Regions from separate parts of the Cricetulus griseus genome. Here region 1 is linked to region 2. The links are chromatin contacts, called in public Hi-C maps. All regions are on one chromosome and are shown on one strand. The core of a region is the stretch at or near the end of the contact, and the rest is flanking DNA. Distances in the headings are between cores, read along the strand shown. Region 1 overlaps LOC113833567 (a long non-coding RNA gene). Region 2 holds the start of Tuba1b (tubulin, alpha 1B).

Evidence for each region. Hi-C and Micro-C count contacts between places; a contact is called where the count stands out from the background.
Region 1: a contact with region 2 is called in a Hi-C map of the CHO-K1 cell line, with 2.2 times the contacts expected there. The contact joins the enhancer-like site here to the promoter of Tuba1b in region 2. A contact is called at or near these places in 4 of 8 Hi-C or Micro-C datasets (the CHK-Q cell line, the CHO-K1 cell line and fibroblasts).

What each region holds. Positions count from the first base shown.
Region 1 is chr2:395,455,376-395,461,301 of CriGri-PICRH-1.0, forward strand. LOC113833567 (a long non-coding RNA gene) reads left to right here. Exons shown (of 2, transcript XR_003481437.2): 2 at 1-253. Among named protein-coding and RNA genes, the nearest start is that of Tuba1c, 16 kb to the right of the region's middle. Within about 2 kb of position 3,791, at least 4 of the 6 cell types and tissues checked have open chromatin away from gene starts, as enhancers often do. A contact at or near this core is called in the CHO-K1 cell line, where this site is marked.
Region 2 is chr2:395,400,253-395,406,077 of CriGri-PICRH-1.0, forward strand. It overlaps Tuba1b (tubulin, alpha 1B), which reads right to left and starts at 3,298. Exons shown (of 4, transcript NM_001243979.1): 1 at 3,197-3,298; 2 at 1,642-1,864; 3 at 1,356-1,504; 4 at 84-1,235. The coding sequence starts at 3,199. The coding sequence ends at 255. LOC103163351 (a long non-coding RNA gene) reads left to right here and starts at 3,463. Exons shown (of 6, transcript XR_004768637.1): 1 at 3,463-3,700.

The DNA of each region.
Region 1 (5,926 bases), core at 2,541-5,040, 56 kb after region 2:
ATACAATCAGCTTTCATCCCTAAAATTTCGTGATTTATTTCCAACGAGACATCATTTGGCTTAGTTCCGATCAGCCCTGTATCTCCCCAGAGTTCTTTTAAAAACTCTCCTCACAGGGACTGAAACAGTGCTTGTGAGACCCTGCCTCAGATAGAAAAATGAGAAAAAAATGAGCACAAGCCCACCTATCTTCTGATGTTTTGATAAAACACATATTTTGTATCACAATAAATAAATAAATATACAAATGTCATTGTGATGGTTAATGCTAATGGTTAACTTAAAAGAATCTAAAATCAGCTAGAAAATGAGTATGCCTATTGGTACACCTCTGGAGGATTATCTTGGTTGCTTTGAGGTGGGAAGGCCAAGCCATGCACGCGCATGCGCGCTGGCGTGTGTGTGTGTGTGTGTGTGTGTGTGTGTGTGTGTGTGTGTGTGTGTGTGTGCACGCGCGCGCGGCACGCGAGTGGTCCCATTCTCTGGCTGGATCCTGGACTGTGTGAGTGGAGAGCAGGGACCGAGCAGCAGAGCAGTAGTCTGCTTTCATTGTTGTGCCCCCCAAACACACACTATGCATGCCATGTGACCCTCTGTTATAGTTCCTGTGGTCTGGACTTGTTGGGCATGATGGAGTGTTGTGAGGGTCTCTGCAAATATTGTCCATGGGAAGCAAGAAGAAAGTCTGCTTTAATATGACTCAAACATCTAGAGTCTGACACCAGGCTTTTATTTCAGGCATATTTAAGTACAATTCAATTTGGGAAAAGTTTCCTGGTGTAACACAATCCCATGTGCATAATAAAGCTTAAGGCATAAGTGCCATCGAAACTCTTTTCGAAGTTCAAGTCATGTCTTCCATAAAGATGTGTTCTGTAGCTAGGTGACATTTGTCATCTTGAGGGCCTGGGGGAGGATCTGATGTGGTCTCTATCCTACAGATAGGGCAGAGGTCATCTAGGCTACCAACATTCCCAGGCTTCTGGACCAAAATCAGGTTATACATTTCTTTTGAAGAGACAACCCTAGGGAGGCAGAGGCAGGCAGATCTGTGAATTCAAGGCCAGCCTGGTCTACAGAGTGAGTGCCAGGACTGGCTCCAAAACAATATAGAGAAACCCTGTCTCAAAAAACAAAAACTCAACAACAACAAAATTTAAGAATACCTGTCAAGCAGGTACTGAGTCCCAGGTTTGATGCCTAGTGCAACATAAGTCAGGTGTGGAGCATATGTCTGTAATGCTAGCCCTTGGAGTAAAGCCAGGGGAACAGTAGTTCAAGGCCATCCTCCACTATCTATAAACTTTGAGGCCAACCCATGATATCGGAGACTTCATCAAAACACAAAACAAATAAACAAAAAACCCAGCCTCAACCCCAGCAAAGATATACTATTAGAACACAAGATATTTGGTTATATTTGGCCTAAGAGATGGCTCAGCATTTAAGAGCAATTGCTGCTCTTGTAAAAATCCAAGGTGCCTTCCCAGTATATAGCGCCTGTGCTACAACTTCTTATGGGTTCAGGCGAGGGAATCTGAAAGTGGGTCATTCTTGCAAGGAGAATGCCATTTATTTCAAAGGAGAGGAGACACAGTGGAAAGTTACTCAGGTCATAGGTTCATGCCCCCCAAGCTCTCCCCCTCCTCCCTGGCAATAGGGATGGGCAGATAGTTTGCACTCTTACATTGAAGCCTAGTCGGAAGGAGGGAAACAAGGAAGTAAATACCTAGTCAGGGGACCCCAATGGGAAGGGCACAGGAGGTCATCCTTAGTCACCAGATGATCAGCTGACCCCAATGGGAAAGGACCCAACACCAGTACCGCCATCAGATGGCTCACAACTACTTTTTGTTTGTTTGCTTTTTGAGGTTTCCCTGTGTAGCTTTGGAGGCTGTCCTGGTCTTGTAGACCAGGCAGGTCTCTAACTCACAGAGATCCACCTGCCTCTGCCTCCCGAGTGCTGGGATTAAAGGCATGAGCTACCAACACCGGACTTCTACACAGAGTTTTTAAAAAATTTAAAATAAATCTTAAAAAAAAATTTGTTACACTTTTTTTTTTTTTTTTTTTTTTGGTATTTGAGACAGAGATTCTCTGTGTAGCCCTGGCTGTCCTGGAACTCACTCTGTGGACCAGGCTGGCCTCAAACTCACAGAGATCCACATGGCTCTGCCTCCCTTGTGCTGGGATTAAAGATGTGCACCACCATTGCCCCGTGCTGAGTCTTAAAAGACTGGATGAGGCCGGCCCCCAGCTTTGCTCATGTGATCAGCAGGAATAGGAAGACAGACATCCCAGAATGCCTGGCTGGAAGAGGCCTCAGAGAGGACGCTGCTGGAAACCCCGGGCCTGAGAGGAGCTCCTAGGGAAGCTACAAAGGGTCAAGTGGAAGAAAGACAAGCAAGTCTCCCATCTCTGTAATAACAAACAGGCTTATGGTAAGCTCTGGAAAATTTCAGTTACACAGTAAAATCAGCTAACTGTCCACCCAGGGTTATTTTTATTTGAATGCACTACCAGGATTTTTCTTTCAACAGATTCCAGCAGGGGGCAGCAAACATAAGCATGGATCGAAATGCTTACAATTATTTCAGTAGAAGTAGAAGAGTACTTTAAAACAGTTTATTTATTTTTTTAATTTTATTTATTTATTATGTATACAACATTCTGTTTCCATGTATATCTGCACACCAGCAGAGGGCACCAGATCTCATAGTGGATGGTTGTGAGCCACCATGTGGTTGCTGGGAATTGAACTCAGGACCTCTGGAAGAGCAGTCACTGCTCTTAACCTCTGAGCCATCTCTCCAGCCCAAAACAGTTTTTTTAGAAAAGATTTATTTCTGCTGTGAGTGTTTTGCCTGCAGGTATGAATGTCCACCATGCATGTGCCTGTTTGCCACAGTGGTCAGACAAGGGGGTTGAATTCCCAGGAACTGGGCATGGTTGTGAGCCATCATATGGGAGCTGGGATTTCTTCCCTGGGTCCTCTGCAAGGACAGCTAGTGCTCTTAGTGTAAGGATTCAAGCATTATGCTGGCCTGCCTCTGTTACCAGGCAGAATCCACTCAGGCAGTACCCTGGTCAGCCCAGGGTTCCATAGGAACTAAGTCTACACACAGGTGTAGAGGACCCCTTAAGAGACAGACCCTTGCCCACTTACACTCTCTTCTTTTATGCGCTCTCTCACTCTCTCTGCTCTGCTCTGTTCTTCTATTTCTCTCTCTCCTCCCCCCTCTCCCTCCCTATAATAAACTGGTTAATGTGCTCTCTATAGTTGCCAGGAGTCCATTTCTCAACCTCTAATTTAAGCAAAAACTTAACCCTTAGCTACTGAGAAATCTCTCCAGCCCCAAATTCCATCTTAAAAGAATTTCCACACTAGACCTAGGTTTTTATCTTGTCAACCGTTAATCTTTTCCAATGAACCCCAGAAGCTGCCCTGTGATCTCATGTTTGAAAGGAGAGGAGGGGAAGGGAGCGGTGGAAAGGGATGGAAAGGAAAGGGGGATGGTGGTACACTCCCGCAGTCCCAGCACTTGCGAGCTGAGGGCAGCAGGGTAAATAAAGGCTAGCATCAGCTATGTGAGACCCTGTCTCAAAAACAAAAAGGAAAAGCCACGCAGGTGTGGTGGCACGCTCCTGTAACCCCAGCACTTGGGATGCAGAGGAAGAACTGCAGTGGTTTGGAAGAAAATGGTCCCAAAGGGAATGGCTCTATTGAGGAGGTGTGGCCTTGTTGGAGGAAGTGTGTCACTATGGAGGCGGGCTTTGAGGTCTCATATTTGCTTAAGCCACGCCCATTGGTATAGATCGCTCCCTGTTGCTTGCCAGTCAAGGTGTATTACCTATCAGGACCTGCTCCACACCATTGCTGCCTGCATGTCGCCATGGCCCCCCATGATGATAAAGGACTGAACCCCTGAATTGTAAGCCAGTCACCCCATTTAAATGCTTTCCCTTATAAGAGTTGCCATAGTCACAGTGTCTCTTTATAACAACAGAAACCCTAGGACAGACTGCCTCGAGTTGTGCGTCAACTTGCTCCACAGCAAGTTCAGGCCAGTCGTGTCTACATGGTGAGACCCTGGCTCAAAACAAAAACAAGTTCCTTAAGACCGCTCTGAGCAAAGTAACTGCCACGATGTTTTCCTGAGAGACACAAACGAAGGTCTGTTCACCCCACAGAGGGCGCTAGCACAACTAGGATGGATTGCAGCTTCTGAACCAGCGAGTTTATCTGCTTATTTAGGGAAGCATGGGTGACTCTCAAACAGCTCCAGCACTGAAGCACCAACCCCACCCCCACCCCCACGTGGGAGCCTGGGAGCTGCGTAATTTCAATGAACCTTTTCTTTCCCGTGCATGCTAATGTCTCAGGAGCCCTTGCAGCTGGTGAGCATCCCCTACAGGAGGGGGTGGTGCCCAGGAGGGTGTGTCACCGAAGTCTCCGTTGAGGGTCTTTGGATAAGGGAATGCATACCCCGCCAGATCTTGTTGGGGTTACAGCTGCTCTGCTGCGGAGGTTAACTTGTTCCCCAGCGGCATAGCAGGAACTTCCAAAATCGTTACAGGGTTTGGAGTTTGTCATGCTGGGTTTGGTCCCAGTATTTCCTCACTGTGCCCACTTTCCTCCTTTTGAAATTGTAATATATATCCTATGCCATTGTATGTTGGCAGAATATAATTTATTTTTCAAATTGGTCGGAGCTACAGTTAACAGATTGCCCTGAGTCTCAGAAGAGACTTTAGATTTTGAAATAGTCTCAAGATTACTAAGGAGTAAGGAGACTTCTGAAGTTGGATTGAATGCATTTTTCGTTATGATTTAGCTACAAGCTTATGGAGGCCAGGGAGTGGAATGTGGTGGTTTTGAAACATCCCCCGGTGGCTCAGGCCCCCCCAGGATTTCGGCACAGGACCGAGGCGACCCCAATCACCAGGAGGAGGCGAAAGCTTGATGCAAACAGCAAGAGGCTTCATTTGCAGTTGTTTAACGAGCTAACCCCATTAGCTCGGGCCTTTCATCTATCCACCATGGCGGATGGCTGGGGAAAAGACCCCAAGAACCCACGGGATAGAGATCTTATAGGGCAGCGTAAGGAGAGTGTCTAGGGGTACGCACAGGCTCAGGATTGGTGTGCCTCCAGGCTTAGAGGACTTGCCCTGGTTGATTGGTCAACTGGTTGTTATGGCCCTAGGCCCTCCCAGGGCAGTTGCTATGTTCTGTACGTCTCTGCTGTGCACTTGTCCATAAAGCACACCCAGAGCTGTAAAGCATAGCACCACCAGCTAACTTCTGATTGGTTCCTTGCCACGAGGCAGATATCTCAGCTCCTAGTGACTAAATCAAGGTCAGGCAGAAACCTGTTAGGCTGTTATGGCTGCAGAAATGGGAAGCTGGTCCCTTCAGTGTGAATGAGAATAACTCACACAGGCTTAGACATTTGAATTCTTGGTCCCTAGTTGGTTGATTGTTTAGGAGGTGTGGCCTTGCTGGAAGTGGTGTGTCAGGGTTAGTGGGCTTTGGGTTTCAAAGGCCCACACTAGGCCCAGTCTCTCCCCCACTCCCCTTTCTCTCTCTTCCTCTCTGCATCCATCATCTTGCAGATAAGATGTAAGCTCTCAGTGCCATGCTCCAGTGCCATGCCTGCGTGCCTGCTGCCGTGCTTCCCATCAGGATGTCATGGGCTACTCCTCTAAATTGTAAGCAAGCCCCAAATTAAATACCTCCCTTCAAACTTGTTTTGGTTATAGAGTCTCTTCACTGCAACAGAAAAGTAACTAAGATATGTAGAAATACACACACACACACACACACACACACACACACACACACACGATGGATCTCTAAATGTTTGGATCTGTGCAGATGGGTCCTGGGAACCTGACTTAGGAGACAAGGGCATGAAGAAAGACAAAA
Region 2 (5,825 bases), core at 2,048-4,547:
CATCAAGCCTGGAGGATCAAGTAAAGGCCTAGTGTGGCAGACTTACCCCAAACCAAAAATAAATAAATAAATAGCAAGTACAAAGTGTCTTAAAGCTTTTTACTTTGAGACATCATGGAAAGACCATACAGGGCCACAGACAAATACATGATCACAGAATGAAGATGACACAATTAGAGGAATCAATGCCTATCAGCTAATGTTGAAGCTGAAGTTCTAGGAGTTTGACATGATCCAGGGGCAGAAAGAATAGATTAGTATTCTTCTCCTTCTTCCTCACCCTCTCCTTCAACAGAATCCACACCCACCTCCTCATAATCCTTCTCTAGGGCAGCCATGTCCTCACGGGCCTCAGAGAACTCCCCCTCCTCCATGCCCTCACCCACGTACCAGTGCACAAAGGCACGCTTGGCATACATCAGATCAAACTTGTGATCTAGGCGAGCCCAGGCCTCAGCGATGGCTGTGGTGTTGCTCAGCATGCACACAGCTCTCTGGACCTTAGCCAGGTCTCCACCAGGTACCACAGTGGGAGGCTGGTAATTAATGCCAACCTTGAAGCCAGTGGGACACCAGTCCACAAACTGGATGCTGCGCTTGGTCTTGATGGTGGCAATGGCAGCATTGACATCTTTGGGAACCACATCCCCACGGTACAGCAGGCAGCAAGCCATGTATTTACCATGGCGAGGGTCACATTTCACCATCTGATTGGCTGGCTCAAAGCAGGCATTGGTGATCTCTGCTACAGAAAGCTGCTCATGGTAGGCTTTCTCAGCAGAGATGACAGGGGCATATGTGGCCAGAGGGAAATGGATGCGAGGGTAGGGTACCAGGTTGGTCTGGAATTCTGTCAGGTCAACATTCAGGGCTCCATCAAATCTGAGGGAAGCAGTGATGGAAGACACAATCTGGCTAATGAGGCGGTTAAGGTTAGTGTAGGTGGGGCGCTCAATGTCGAGGTTTCTACGACAGATGTCATAGATGGCCTCGTTGTCTACCATGAAGGCACAATCAGAGTGCTCCAGGGTGGTGTGGGTGGTGAGGATGGAGTTGTAGGGCTCAACCACAGCAGTGGAAACCTGGGGGGCTGGGTAGATGGAGAACTCCAGCTTGGACTTCTTTCCATAATCGACAGAGAGCCGCTCCATCAGCAGGGAGGTGAACCCAGAGCCAGTTCCCCCACCAAAGCTGTGGAAAACCAAGAAGCCCTGAAGACCTGTGCACTGGTCAGCCTGTAGGAAAAAAAGAAAAGGCATTGTTTATCAGTAGTGAACAGACTTTACTTATTTTGGCAGGTCCCAACACTCCCCCACACTGCATTTTAAATGAATCCATCCATCTATGGTATTTACCAGCTTGCGAATTCTGTCCAAGACAAGATCAATGATCTCCTTGCCGATGGTGTAGTGGCCACGGGCATAGTTATTGGCAGCATCTTCCTTGCCTGTGATGAGCTGCTCAGGGTGGAAGAGCTGGCGGTAGGTACCAGTGCGAACTTCATCTGGAAAAGGAGATGAAATCAACCATTCACAACAGTAACTGACACACACAAGCTCACTCACTCTTCGGCGGTGTGTGGAGAGGTTCTGAGTATGTGACCAGGACAGAATGCCTCAGGGAAGCCCCTGGCCCACTTACCGATGACTGTGGGTTCCAGGTCTACGAACACGGCCCGGGGCACATGCTTGCCAGCGCCTGTCTCACTGAAGAAGGTGTTGAAGGAGTCATCTCCTCCCCCGATGGTCTTGTCACTTGGCATCTGGCCGTCAGGCTGGATGCCATGTTCCAGGCAGTAGAGCTCCCAGCAGGCATTGCCGATCTGGACACCAGCCTGGCCAACGTGGATGGAGATGCACTCACGCTGTGGGACAGAAAGAAGGGGAAAAAAAAACTATTAGTAATGCCGCAAGCAGCTGGAATTCTAACCATGGCACAAAGTGACAAATCGTTAAAACTCGCAAGCATTTATTAAAAAAAAAAAAAAAGCTAATTTCAGCCTTTCCACACCTAGAAGTGCTTAGTCACACTTCCTTTTTTGAAAACCAAGATACGAAGGCTTTTCATTTACCCTGTGCCCTCAGAGTTCTACTTTTGCTTTGTGCCCAGACTTCCGGACAACTGTAGGCAGAGGAAGCATGTGACTTAAGCAATGAGGAAGGTTCTGGTGGCAGGGCTCTACGGAATGAGATAATGGAGCATTTATTTGTGCATGCACCGAGGCGCCCGGGATGCAGCTGGTTTGCCACTTCCTCTATTTGTAGGCGCTGAGCTCAGCTCCCCCCGCATCCGTCCTGGTCCAGCAGGGAATCATAAGCCGCTCAGATCCGATTTCTGTTACCCTCAAACCCTTCAATGTCACCACCTGGTCCCACACAAATTCCTAACTCGAGACAGCTGAGACTTCACGCTGTTATTGCTAAGTATTGTGGAATATAGTCCGAGACCTGCCCCACATTTCTTATTGCTTTCATTAAAAGCAAAAGGAAAATCGAGGCTGAGGTAGAGAGGGGGCTTAGTATTCGAGGGCCAGGGTTTGCCCCACCGTCCCCCCCAAATACAGGAGACACACCCTAAACGAATTAAGCCCGCAGTGCCGCAGCGCGCACGCGCACACTGCAGAGGCTCTTCCCGCCGCTCTCAGGCGGGAACGTAACGGTCGCGCATGCGTCTTTGTCTCCTGGCGTCTTCCCGCCCCCGCCTTTTCGCACCGAAGAGGAAGTGAGGGCGGGGAAAGGCTATGTGCGCGCGCCCGAAAAGCAGAACGCAAGGGTAGGGTGGGGGCAGGGCCCGCGCGCGGGAAGACTGCAGTCTGAAAGCGCCATGCTGTAAATGCCTTGTGCAGGGCGTGGACGGATGCAGACCCAAGTCCAGCGGGGCCCGGGAGAGCCCCTTCTCCACATCCCGGAGGTCCTCAGGGATGGGCTCATGGGTCCTCAGCATGGGCCTCATGCTCCCCGGCTCACCCAGGGGAACCCGGGACAACCCCATCTCCCCCAGACCCCGGCGACCCCCAGTAGCTGGGGCCCCATGCTCGCCCGCTCTTCCAGGGGTACCCTGGAGAGCCCCTTCTCCCTCAGATACAGGCAGCCCCCAGCAGCCTGGGACCCTTGCTCTCCTGCTCACACACGCTTCAGCCCCAGGCCCCAGCGAGCAGCCCTCGCCTCGCCTCCCTTCCCTGCACCGATGCACTCACCATGGTAGCTACGGGTTAGAAGGCGAAGGTGACAAAAGCAGACAGCGGGTCACGGTTACCGTTCCCGACAGCTAAGAGTCGAGGTAAGTAACGCAATGAGGTGGAGGCGTCGGCTCCAGAGCCTCTTAAGTAGTTGCTGGGGCGGGGCGGGCGCGGCCGGGTGGCCACGGTCCCTCCCCCGGCCGGCCAGGTCCATTGAGCGCCCGGCTGGCCGCCGCAGAGGCGGGCTCGGCTCGCAGTCCCCTCCCTGCATGGGCCCACGGGGCGGGGCAGCCGCCTGGGCGTGCGCCGATGCTGCAGACTGGGGCGCGCCGCTGCATTGCGGGGAGGGAGTGGACGCTGCCGCAGACAGACAAGAGGGTGTGGGAGCCTGGGCAGACTGGCGCAGTCTTGATGAACCGGGGGACTTGAGGGGCCCGCAGTGTTAAAAGTGCGGCATCCTCAAGCGCTGAAAGGTGTGGTCCGGATAACTCAGCTGATCATTCATGTGGCCACACTCGATGAGTGAGTTTTGCCTTTCTCCTTGCTTCCTTTAAAGGCTGTGCTTACCTGCTACTGTGAAAGCCCCTTATAAAACCCTATCACTATACTTAGTATATTGCCATGGTTCATTCTCGAAACTAAAGGTACCTAGTACTGGAAGCAACTTGAATCATCCAAATGTTAAAATAGGGGCGGACTAGGCCAGAGTTTCAGCCTCTAGCTGCCAATTTAATGGGATTGCCCTAAATAAGGGCTCTTTCAAAAGATTTTTAAAATCATTTGAAGTGGTAAGCTAAATCGAAGAAGTGAGGGAAAACTAGAAGGAAAATGTCTCACTGAAGAATACAGACAGCAAGGAATTCTTGTGCTATACAAATTTTCTGAGTGCTGTGATGACCAGATTATAATCAATAAACTACCCTCCCCATTTATTCCAAGGCCATAAACTACTACTGACCTTAGAAATTCATAATGTGATGAAGGCTAACACGTGGCTTTAAACCGCCCTCACGGAACAGATTGCAATCACTCAGCTATTCAAAATGTCCTCCTGGCAGTGGCAGCAGGGAACACAGATCCTGTGCCGGCTGTGCAGCCTGAAACTCCCCTTTTCAGAGCCTCAGGCGCCTCTTAGTCAGGTGCCCTAGGATTCTCCACATAGTGCAGGAAAGCAGAATTCCAAGAGTCCTAGTAAAGGAATGCCTCAGCCAGTTAATTAAATAGGAGAAAGAGCAAACACTTGAAGCCAGGCGCCTAGTGTTAGAAGACAAGGCCCCCAAGTGCTTCAGCAGCAACTATGTAGGTAATTTCGGGGGCTTTGTAGTTACATTGTTTAAAAGAGGTAATGTGGATTGAGGAAATAGCTCAATTAGGACCTGAATTTGATTCCCCTGAACCCAAAAGGGGGGGAGCACTTTCATGGTGGCTTGTGCTTATATGCTGCAGAGACTGGCAGACCTCTGAAGCTCAGTGGCTAGCCAGACTGGCCTTTCTGGGCTAGCTCCAGGTCCGTTGAAACCATGTATCAAAAGCATACAAAAAATGTATCCACACAAACATGTAAATGTGATAAATTTAAAACAAAACCAAAAAACCCTAAAAGTTGATCACATGCATGCTCATACACATGTATGTTCACCTATGTGCCCCCCCAACATATAATTTGTAACTAAAGTTGAGGGAGAAGAAAATGTGATCTCATTATCTCACTTCCTTGTCAAAAGGATGTTTAGCCAGGTGGTGAGGCAATTGACATAATTCTCAGAACTGGGGAGGCAGAGGCAGGTGAGTTTGCAGCCAGCCTGGTCTACAGAGCAAGTTCCAGGACAGCCAGAGTTACACAGAGAAACCTGTCCCAAAAAAACAATAGAAAACAAAACAAAAGAAAAAGAAAAGAAGGCTGTTTGGTTTTGTTTTGAGAGTCTCTCCTATAACCCAGGCTATCTCAATTTCATATAGTTGAGGTTGGCTTTGAACCCTCTTATCCTCCTGTCTCTACCTCCCAAATGCTAGGATTACAGATAACCACTACTCTATCTGGCTATTGGCTGAAAGACCTTTTGATGTGGTAGTGGTTACTGATTTCTCTTTTTGAAACAGGGTTACTATGTTGTGCTGACTGGCCTGTAACTCACCATATAGACCAGGCTGGCCTCTAATTCACAGATCTGTCTGCCTCTGCTTCCCAGGTACTGAGATCAAGTGCATTTGCCACCATGTTTGGCAACCTTTTATTTATTTTTATTTTAATTTAATTATGGGGAGTGTGTGGCAGGCATTTTTAGGGGGTCACCAACCAGCTCCTAAATCATGACATGGAAACTTATTATTAGCTCTTATAACAAATTAATCTGTTTCTCTTCATCTACATTTTGCCTGGGCTTTTTTTTTTTTTTTTTTTTTTTTTTTTTTTTTACCTTTCTCTCATTCTGTATGTCCTACTGTGTGTCTAGCTGGCTGACCCTGGGTGTCTTCCTTTCTTTCTCTCTTCTCTCTCTTCCTACTTATTCTCTCTGCCTGCCAGCCCCCTCCTGTCCCTCTGCTGCCCTGCTATTTGTCTTAGGCAGGCAAAATAAAACAGCAACACATCTTTACGTAAATAAACAAATGTGAAAAATTAAAAAAGCTGTCGGGTGTGGTAGCACAC